Regions from separate parts of the Mus musculus genome. Here region 1 is linked to region 2. Evidence: chromatin contacts called from public ChIA-PET data. All regions are on one chromosome and are shown on one strand. The core of a region is the stretch at or near the end of the contact, and the rest is flanking DNA. Distances in the headings are between cores, read along the strand shown.

Evidence for each region. ChIA-PET counts read pairs in DNA pulled down with a chosen protein or histone mark.
Region 1: an RNA polymerase II ChIA-PET map of memory CD8 T cells shows a contact between it and region 2, with 7 read pairs. The contact joins two enhancer-like sites.

The regions. Positions count from the first base shown.
Region 1 is chr12:107,556,943-107,561,450 of GRCm38.p6, forward strand. No RefSeq gene overlaps it. Among named protein-coding and RNA genes, the nearest start is that of Gm33236, 91 kb to the right of the region's middle. Within about 2 kb of position 2,444, at least 25 of the 459 cell types and tissues checked have an H3K27ac peak or open chromatin away from gene starts, as enhancers often do. A contact at or near this core is called in memory CD8 T cells, where this site is marked.
Region 2 is chr12:107,044,770-107,049,746 of GRCm38.p6, forward strand. No RefSeq gene overlaps it. Among named protein-coding and RNA genes, the nearest start is that of Gm16086, 53 kb to the right of the region's middle. Within about 2 kb of position 2,517, at least 40 of the 459 cell types and tissues checked have an H3K27ac peak or open chromatin away from gene starts, as enhancers often do. A contact at or near this core is called in memory CD8 T cells, where this site is marked.

The DNA of each region.
Region 1 (4,508 bases), core at 1,194-3,693, 510 kb after region 2:
TATCTATCCATCATCTATCATCTATCTACTATCTATCTATCTATCTATCTATCTATCTATCTATCTATCTCCACATCCTCGATTCCTGATTCTATCAGGCAGGGGATCAGGAAAGTGCAGGGTAAAGAACGTATCATCTGGTGCATCAAACCACCCATGGCAGCATGCGGGCCACCACCTCTGCTGTTGTCAGGGCTTCCCCTCCTGGGCCTCACCCAGTCCCAGGATGGAGTCACAGCTGACCCATTCCAGAAATAAGACTGTCTTCCTACGGTCCCCACTTTCCCAGCCATGAGCATCAGCAAGCGGTTAAGCCTAGCTCGGCTTGAGCCCAAATCTTGAATGTCCACCGCCGCTATGTACTAATACTGTCCTCAGTTTGTCTTTTCCTAGATAATTTTCTGCAGGAATGAAAACAGACCACTTTCAGCCTCTTGGACCCATGTCTTTCAATCTATTATTTAAAGAAAATACCTTTGAGACAAGAAATAAACATACCTACAGCTAATGCCAGGATCTCTCAAGATGGCAAAAAAGCCAGGAGCCAGGGTGGGCCTGGGGCCCACATGGGCCACACTTAATTAATGTAAAATCTTTCTCCTTTATTCTTTTATTTCCTTTTGTTGTGGCGGCACTATTGGCTTGTTCTGTCTAAAGAGGAAATATTTAATTGGCTTATTTACCCAACTATAGATGTATTCAGTATTATTCTTCATCCCATGAATTAAATTACTTTATTTATGCAATTCGCTCAGTTCATTTAATTTAATTTTGTAGTTATAATATAGGGAACACACTAACTAGACTCCTCCCTTTGGGATGGAAATGGGCGAATGTTTTGCTTCTGAATTAACAAGCAGCAGAGCTGATATTTATAATAAATCATCCGTTGTTAGCCATCCTGATAATTATTGTTTGAATGGGCTAAAGCAGACATGGGCACATAACAGACACATTGTTGGCCTTGACTGGGGCTCTGTTCTTTGTGTTAATAAACAATCTAAGCAGAAAAATTCAGAGATGACTTCCCTCGAATAGGCTTGTTTGTTGGACACGAGTTGAGAACCTACTATGCACCTGGCATCGGGAAGCTGCTTCTAATGACATTTTAATATAACACGCACTGGTCTCCCAGCATCTACAAGATATCCAGGCCCCCAGGAAGCCTTGCAGACTTGCTGGGCCCTGGTTGTTTTGGCTTCCCGCTGACTGCCTTGTACCTTGGCCTGCAGATCTGCTATATATACGAACAATGTAAAGCACGCTGAAGCTATATGCCTACACTGCGGCAACCTTCCACTCTGATGACCGGGGTGATTGGAGCTCTTTCTTCCTCTGCTTTCTCCCCATTCAGTTTCCACCTCCCGCCCCCGCTCTCCCTAGTGAACTCTGTGTAGCACACAGCATCCAGTTAGCTTGCATTCCACTTTAGGCAGAACAAGTAGAGATCATCCTACTACCGTGATGTTAGGTGGGACTGTCCACTCAGTGAAGAATGATCTACCTCAGGTTGGTCTGTGGGCCTATCTTTGGGGACAGTTATGATGGCCTTACCTGACATGGGAAGATTCACCCTCTGATTGCTGCCCAGATGAAAGGACTCTCCTGACCTTCAATCTCACTAGCCAATTTCTCTACCCTGTTGCTGCTGTTGCCTTGGCTGAAGAACCAGCCTCTTCTGGGCTTTCTACAGGAATAAAAGGCCGGCCTTCCAGGGATCCTTCAGGTCTTTGGTGGCAACTCTATGGATGGAGAAGCTACCAGGTTCATTACAGTATGAGACAGATACTTGACTATGCCAACCCCATAGTATAAACCAGTTGAATACCCCATCTTTTAACACATATTCATTTTATGGCTCTGTACCTCTAGAAGACCCTGAGTAGCCGGGCAGTGGTGGCACACGTCTTTAATCCCAACACTTGGGAAGCAGAGTCAGAGGCAGGCAGATTTCTGAGTTTAAGGCCAGCCTGGTCTACAGAGTGAGTTCCAGGACAGCCAGGACCACACAGAGAAACCCTGTCTCAAAAAAAGAAAGAAAGAAAAAGAGAGAGAGAGAGAGAGAGAGAGAGAGAGAGAGAGAGAGAGAGAGGAAGAAAGAAAGAAAGAAAGAAAGAAAGAAAGAAAGAAAGAAAGAAAGAAAGAAAGAAAGAAAGAAGAAGACGACCCTGAGTAATACACGCTACCTTTTACTTTGTCACTTGTATGATCAAAGTCTGTTAACCATGATGCCCACACCCCACACCCCCAGCGCTTGTGTATGTGCATCCCCTGGATGGGTACAGCCTTGTCCATCCCTACATTACCTCTTCCCTCTACTCTCTCACCTGAGGCCTCCATATCTCTAACTGGGTTTGACAGTGACATCTTCTATAGAGAGGCACTGTACTGAGTCTTAATGAAGGCTCCAGAGTGTAAAAGGAAATGTCAGTGCTGGTGAGAGAAAGCCTCTGACAAATTTGTCACTTCCTGTTTATGCTTCATGCCCCGCCTTGCATCACAAGGTGCTGGAGACTCAAGATTTTTTCCCTTCCCATTTTGTCTTGGGATTCCCAGACAAAATGCACAGTGCTTGAGCAAGACCATTTTCTCTTCTGGAAATACACATGTCATGACGCACAGAGACCATCGAAGAGGCTGAGAACCCAACTAAGGTGCATCTGAACAATCAAAAGGAAGACAAGACACCAAACACTGCAGACAAAAACCCCTTTAATGGTTTCCAGAAGTTTCTACGGAGAATCTTCCCACATATTTGAAAAACAGGCTGACTTGGTCCGAACAAACAGAGAACATCACTGAGAAGTTGTGTTTAGCTTTAGATGTTTTCAAAGATTTACTTGTTTTATTTTACTTAATTTTATACGTTTGAGTGTTTTGCTTGCATGTACATACATGTATCATGTGCCTGGATGATGTCTACAGAGGCCAAAGGAAGAGCTGGAGTCATAGACAGTCATACGGCACCATGTAGGTGCTGGGAATCAAACCCCAGTCAGTCCTCTGTAAGATTAGCCAATGACCACTGAGCCATCTCTTGAGCCTCTATTTCATTTGTATTTTTAACCTCTATACATTTCTATTTCCATATATTTAACACAATCTGCCATCATAGAGTCTTGATAAGCATAGCAGATAGAGAATTGTGGGATTCTATGTCAGGTGAAGGATGGTAGAACACCACCCATACCTCTGACAAAGTATCAGAGAGAACAGCAGGAGGGGGGCCACTCCCTACCCAAATCAGGCTTGGGCCTACTCAACTTATAGGGGCAAAAGGCACCTCATGGTAGAGCCAGTTAGGCTTCTGGTTTTCCAGCCAGAGAACTGGCTTCTCAGAAATCATGTGACCAGCAGTCTGTTAATCTGATACTGTTGGAAAGTCCCTGCCTCCTCCTGCAAGCTTTGATATATGAATTGGTATGTCATTAACATTTGCCTGTCTTCAGTCAGGTGGGGATATGCAAATTAGGTGCATTTCCTCCCTTGTCCTTTTTCTTCCCATCCCTCCCTTCCCCAACCCCACCCCCACCCTCATCCCCAACACCACCCCCACCCTCATCCCCAACACCACCCCCACCCTCATCCCCAACACCACTCCCTGGACTTGAGCTCTATAAACTAGCTCCACGATTTCAGTAATGGAGCTGTCCTCCATCATAGTCTCCCAGGTCATTTATTCCTGCTGTACCCAGTGACACCCAGACCCCGGTCCCAGGCTCCTCTGCACCCTGAGAACGACAGAGTGCAATGGGCAACTGGGGGCAGGGGACCCACATACAATGAACGTGCCATTGAAGAAACAAGTTATTGAATGATTAAATGAGTCAAAGCCAGGGATTGGATGCAAGGATTCACCACAGGGATCATTGTAGGGAGTGTGGCAAAGAACGAGTTTAATTGTTGGTCACCTCACACCTTCAGATCAGTCAACTGTGTGCACCAATCAAGAATTTGACCTAAGATGAAGACCTTTTTCGAAACCACACAAATGCCATTGATTTATTTTGTATGTTTGATACACCAACACGCTGAATAAATCTGTATGTTGGTGGGAGTATATGTTTTTGAGAATTGTGAGAATTTGAAATCTCGCCCTTCAAGCCCCCTCTGGCAGCACCCCCATGTCCTCCCTCTTCTTCTGTAATTGTTATTCCATATACGTTTTCAGCTGCAAGACAAGTTCCCCTGAAAAGCATCAAGGCCCTAAGTTTTGCCAGCCCCTCAGCCTTTCATCATCTCCACAGGACGCAGTATCAATAACCTTTCTCAAGGCTGTAACAAAATACCTTGAAAGCAAAGTGAGGAAGGGCAGGCTTATTAGGCCATACAGTTTGAGGGGACAGTCTGCGATGGTAGGCAGGAGCGTGAGTCAGCTGGCCACATTATGGTCAGGAAGGAAAAAGAGGACGACAGGAACCCTCTAGGCACAGCTCTCTGTGACTCACTTCCTTCTCTGCACCTTCCTGAACAGTACCACCAGCTAGTGACCAAGCATTCAAATGCAT
Region 2 (4,977 bases), core at 1,267-3,766:
ACAGAGAACCAGTGTCTAGAATACACAAAGAACAGGAAAATCTGAGCATCAAGAAAGCAGATGGCCGATCTGAACAGAGAATTCTCAGCAGAAGAAAGGCAAAAGCACAATAAACACTTCCATAAGTATTCAATGCCATGAGACATCATGGAAATGCAACTTCCAACTGTTGTCAGACTCAATCTCTCCCTAGTCACAAAGGCGATCATGAGGAAATCAAGTCAACAGAACCTAAGAAGGCCAGGCTGAATCCATGACAAGCTTCAAATGGGCAGTTAAGAGACTAGGCCCAAATCTCTGTTTCCAAGAACTGGGCAATTCCAGGCCTTAGAAGCTTTCCTGTCACCTGGCCTGAGGCAAGGAAAATAGGTCAGCAGCAGTTTCCAGACTTCCTCAGCAACAGTTTCCAGACCTCCCCAGCAAGTTTCCAGCCCCAACACCCTGGTAAGGGAATGTCCATAGAGATGGACCCAACAGATTGACACAGAGGTCCTCTACCTCGGAATTCCCTAATGTGCTTTAAATCAGGCCTGAAAGATCACTTGGTTGTCTCTCTATCTTGGTAATGGGGAGACCCTAGCTACTGGAATTCTGCATAATAAAACGCTCTGCATTTGCAGACTATATGAGTCTGGGGTGTCTTTCTTCCTCGAAACACAGAGCCTTACAGTCCTTGTAAGGATGCAAGGGGAGAGGAGGCCTGCTTCACTGTGGCAGTGCAAACTGTTACAGCCATGACTTGCCTGCTGTGATGAGCTGCACACTCATGCACTGGAGCTTAGACAACCCTTCCTGTAGTGCCTCATGTCTGGTATTTTTGCTACAGCAAGAAGACAGGTAGCTAACACAGCATTGGATCTGATAGGATCTTACTCTGAAAACATCACCTGGTAATTTAGAGCTTTTACAGAAGGCAATCTATGACACTCGGTTTTTATTTCCTTAATTATTTATTCATTTGTTAAATGTTTTAGTGAAAAGTAATGTGCTGAATATTTTATTTAAAAACTAGAATATTATGGCTAAGGGGAAAGATGAATGATACAGGAGGTATCCATATTTAACTAATTTGTGTCTCTAGGTGGTTTCAGAACTTTCTGGAAGCCCAGGAAAACTGGAGGCATAATGAGCCATGAAATAGTTCTTGTCCAAATTGTTGGGTCAGTATCCTAGAGTAAGCTAATATGTGGCTTGTAGCTTTTACACAGTAAGTTTTCACAGAGTTTTAACTGATGTTATTTTTGGTTTAGTTTGGTTTGGTTCTTTCTTTTTATATTTTGTTTTGTTTTGAGACAGGGTCTCATTATATAACTCAACTGTCCTGGAACTCTCTGTGTAGACCAGGCTGAATTCAAACTCACAGAGATTCTCCTTCCTTTTCCTCCTGAGTTCTGGGATTAAAGTCATGTGTCACCATACCAAGTTATACTATATATACATGTGTAGAATGTGATAAAGTTGTGTTAAACCTCACCAGTATTAGCTAGTTTATGTCTGTATATGCACACATATGAACAGGCACACATATAACATGAGTATAGATTTTGAGGGTAGACCTGACCAGTCAGAAGGGGGAAGGATAAGATAATGGGAGTGTTCATATGTGAATAAAGAACCATGATATGTATATACATTAAAAGAATCACCACAAAACCATTATTTTGCATGCTAACTGAGAAATTCATTTTCAAAAGCATGCTCTAGCTAATTGGGAAATCAGAGAATGGTTTTGGAAATAAAGTAATTGAAATTCAAAGCTCAATGAATGGGTTCATCTTAAATAAAACACAAACTAACTGAAAATCGATGGCCACAAAGATAAGATATAAGAAAGAATCAAAATGTTTGAGCAGGAGACAAGACCACAGAATGAGAAAGGAAACAGAAAACAGTTACAGGTCACAAAATGTCAGTATGAAGAGAACACTGTGTGCCTTAGACTATGGAGAGCCGAGCAAAAGACTCATCCTGTGGTGACTATTAAGAGCTTCAGATCAGTTTGAACTAGAATACAGTCCCTCATGTTGTAGTGCCCCCACCAACCATAAAAATATTTGATTGCTAGTTTGTAACTGTAATTTTGCTACTGTTATGATTCGTAATGTAAATATTTTTAGAGAGAGAGGTTTGCCAACATGGTTGCAACCCATAGGTTGAGAACCTCTGCTCGGAGAGTATTCTTCAGAAAGTGAAGAAAACGTTTGGAAGAGATCTATACAAAAATAGTCCATCCATCCTTATCCCTTCGAGCCTTCTTGTCAGAGTCGTGAGGTTGTCACCAATGCAGGGAATTGGAGATCACGGATTGGTCCAGTTAAAAACAGGCAGTGTATCTTCCCCAGCACACCCACCACAGGCTCTGAATTTGGTCTCAGTCCCAGAAAATAGGCTTTGCTGTCTGGCAGTACCCCGTTCGGGCACGGGTTTCACTTTCGGCCATCTCCCACTGCTGTGAGAACCGCAGGTGCGCAAAGCCACATGGGAGAACCACGAAGCGCTCTCCCTCCCTGACAGTGCCATGGGCATCTGAGTTCTTTGTTTTCCTCTGGTGGTTAGGGCTTAAAGGAAAAGACGTTTCCATGCTGCACGCAGTGAGTGCTCATGCAAGAGAAATTGGATTTAATTTGTAAGACAAGGCACCGGAAAGCAGACAGGTGAAAAACAAGCCAAGGACTGTCCCTCCTGCGGTTGCTAGGAGAGAAACCTCCAGCCCTCAGCCATCACTTCCTGCTTGCAGATCTAAATGCCATCAAGTGTGATCATTCCTCCATAGCTTCAATTTAAGGGCCTCTGAATTTCCAGTTTGAGGAGCACATTGATAAGACGTATCTGTTGCTCAGTACAACGATGCCTGTGGGACTTGGGGGAGGGGATATTTAAAAAAGGCCACACTGGAAGTATTAATACGCGTACGGCAGTAAAACATTCAGCTAAAACAGCAATACAACAGACTTCCGATGGGCCTCTGGAGGCATTAGAAGAAGCATCTTCATTCCACAGGCGTGTTCAGCCAGAGATAAATCAACTCTGCACTGCCGAAAAGAAATAGAAGCCTGCTATATCTTCTCTAAAGATTTGTAGGATGCCCAGTTTGGGGAGTGCTGGGGGAAGACTGCGTGTTGTTTTTGAAACTGAGACTTGAATATGGCTGTAATGTTAACCACATTTACTTCTGGCTGGGGAAGCCAGCTTAGCAAGTTTGAGGTCTCTTAAGGTCATTTCTCACCGAGTTGTCTGCCTGACTTTGACATATCCTCTTGCAGGGTGCGATCCTTTTGACACACGTAGTGGGCTCTTTGTATAACCCATGGCCATTTCCATCCATGTCTGTGCATCTTACATGAATTGAAATAAGAGTGGACAGCAGGCGAGGGTCTGTCAAGTGCCAGGGGCTGGAGAGGCGCTTTAAAGAATGGACAGAAAGGGTCTATATGTGTAAAAAGATGGCTCCAAGTGCTGGCATACGGAGTGGGAAGGAGAAGTGTGCACCAGAAAGTTCCAAGTCCATCACTGCCCTCTACCACAGATAGTTTACTTAAAGAAGAAAAAAAATGATGAATAAACAAGATATTTAGAAGACACACATGCAGTCAGGAAGGAGGTATGTTGGGGTGTCCTGCAGGGATGTGCAGGGGAGAGTGGATATAATCAAGACACTCTGTAGAGGCTGTAGAGTTAGCTCAGTGGTTAGGAACACTGGCTGCTCTCACAGAGGACCCAGGTTCACTTTGCAGCACCCACACGGAGGCTCGCAATTACCTGTAAGTCTGGTTCCAGGGGATTTGACATTCTCTTCGGGTCTCAAAGGGCACCGCATGCATGCGGTGCACAGATGTACAGGCAGGCACTTCAACATACACATAAAGTGAAAATAAGAGATTCTTTGAAAAAAAAATCTAGAAGATATGTTGTGTATGTATATGAAAACTTTAAGGACTATATTTTAAAATATTGTTTTTTGTAAGAGAAAATGACACTGAATTCATTACAAATCACTACCAGGCAAGTTTTCTCTCAAGAAGGATAGATTAGTTCATGGTGCTAGAATGGCTAGATTTAGGTTATCCAGAGCTTTCTAAGGTAGGTTAAGGAGATGCACATCACTCAGAGCCTCCACCTGTAGAGTTTCAAGGGCACAGTGATCATGCATATGAAAGAAGGAAGCATGGGTCCAGTTATCTCACCCGTCGTCCTTGACCACGGCTGACCCTTACGCCCCTCCTGATCCTTGCTGTCCAGGTCTGGGATGCAAGGGCAGAAGCACATACTTCTAGATCACAGGTCATGCACCCAACAGCGGCTTGCAAAGCAGTCTAAGATCTGAGAGATCATTATTAGTACAACCGTTCATAACTGCTAGTGCTCATATTCCCCATGACTGCATGGCACCCAAGGAGGTACCCTAGGTTGCTTGGGAATGGAGTGTCTATTTGGAATTGGCACCTAAAGAAAAAAACAATGCAAAGCAAAGGAATGCCTTTGAAGCGTGTTCTGACCTTCCTTCCATATTGGGCTTGGGACTTGGTAAAGACTGGCTGAAGATACGGGAGAATTCCTTGTTTGTCAAGTTCTTCCTAGTTTTTCCTTTGTGACAATTTCACACATGTCTACAGTGTGCTACTGTTTATGTTCTCCCACATCTGCTGAGCTCATTCCTTCCGTCTACTCCCCTTCTACTTTCATGCCTTTTGGGGGGAGGTGTAGGGCTTCCCTTCAAGTAGTTTTAGTAATAATTTTAAATAATTTTAGATAGGGCTTTGTTTTTAGTAATTTCATTACTAGTACTTTCTTTTTTTTTACAGTTTTATTTAGGTATGTATGTGAACCTTGCATATTTGCAAACTGAACATTCTTTCTTCCCATCCACCTTTTTCCCTTCCCACAACACATATACTCTCTCTCCTCTTTCTCTCTCTCTCTATCTCTGTTTCTGTCTCTGTCTCTCTGTTTCTGTCTCTGTCTCTGTCTCTCTCTCTC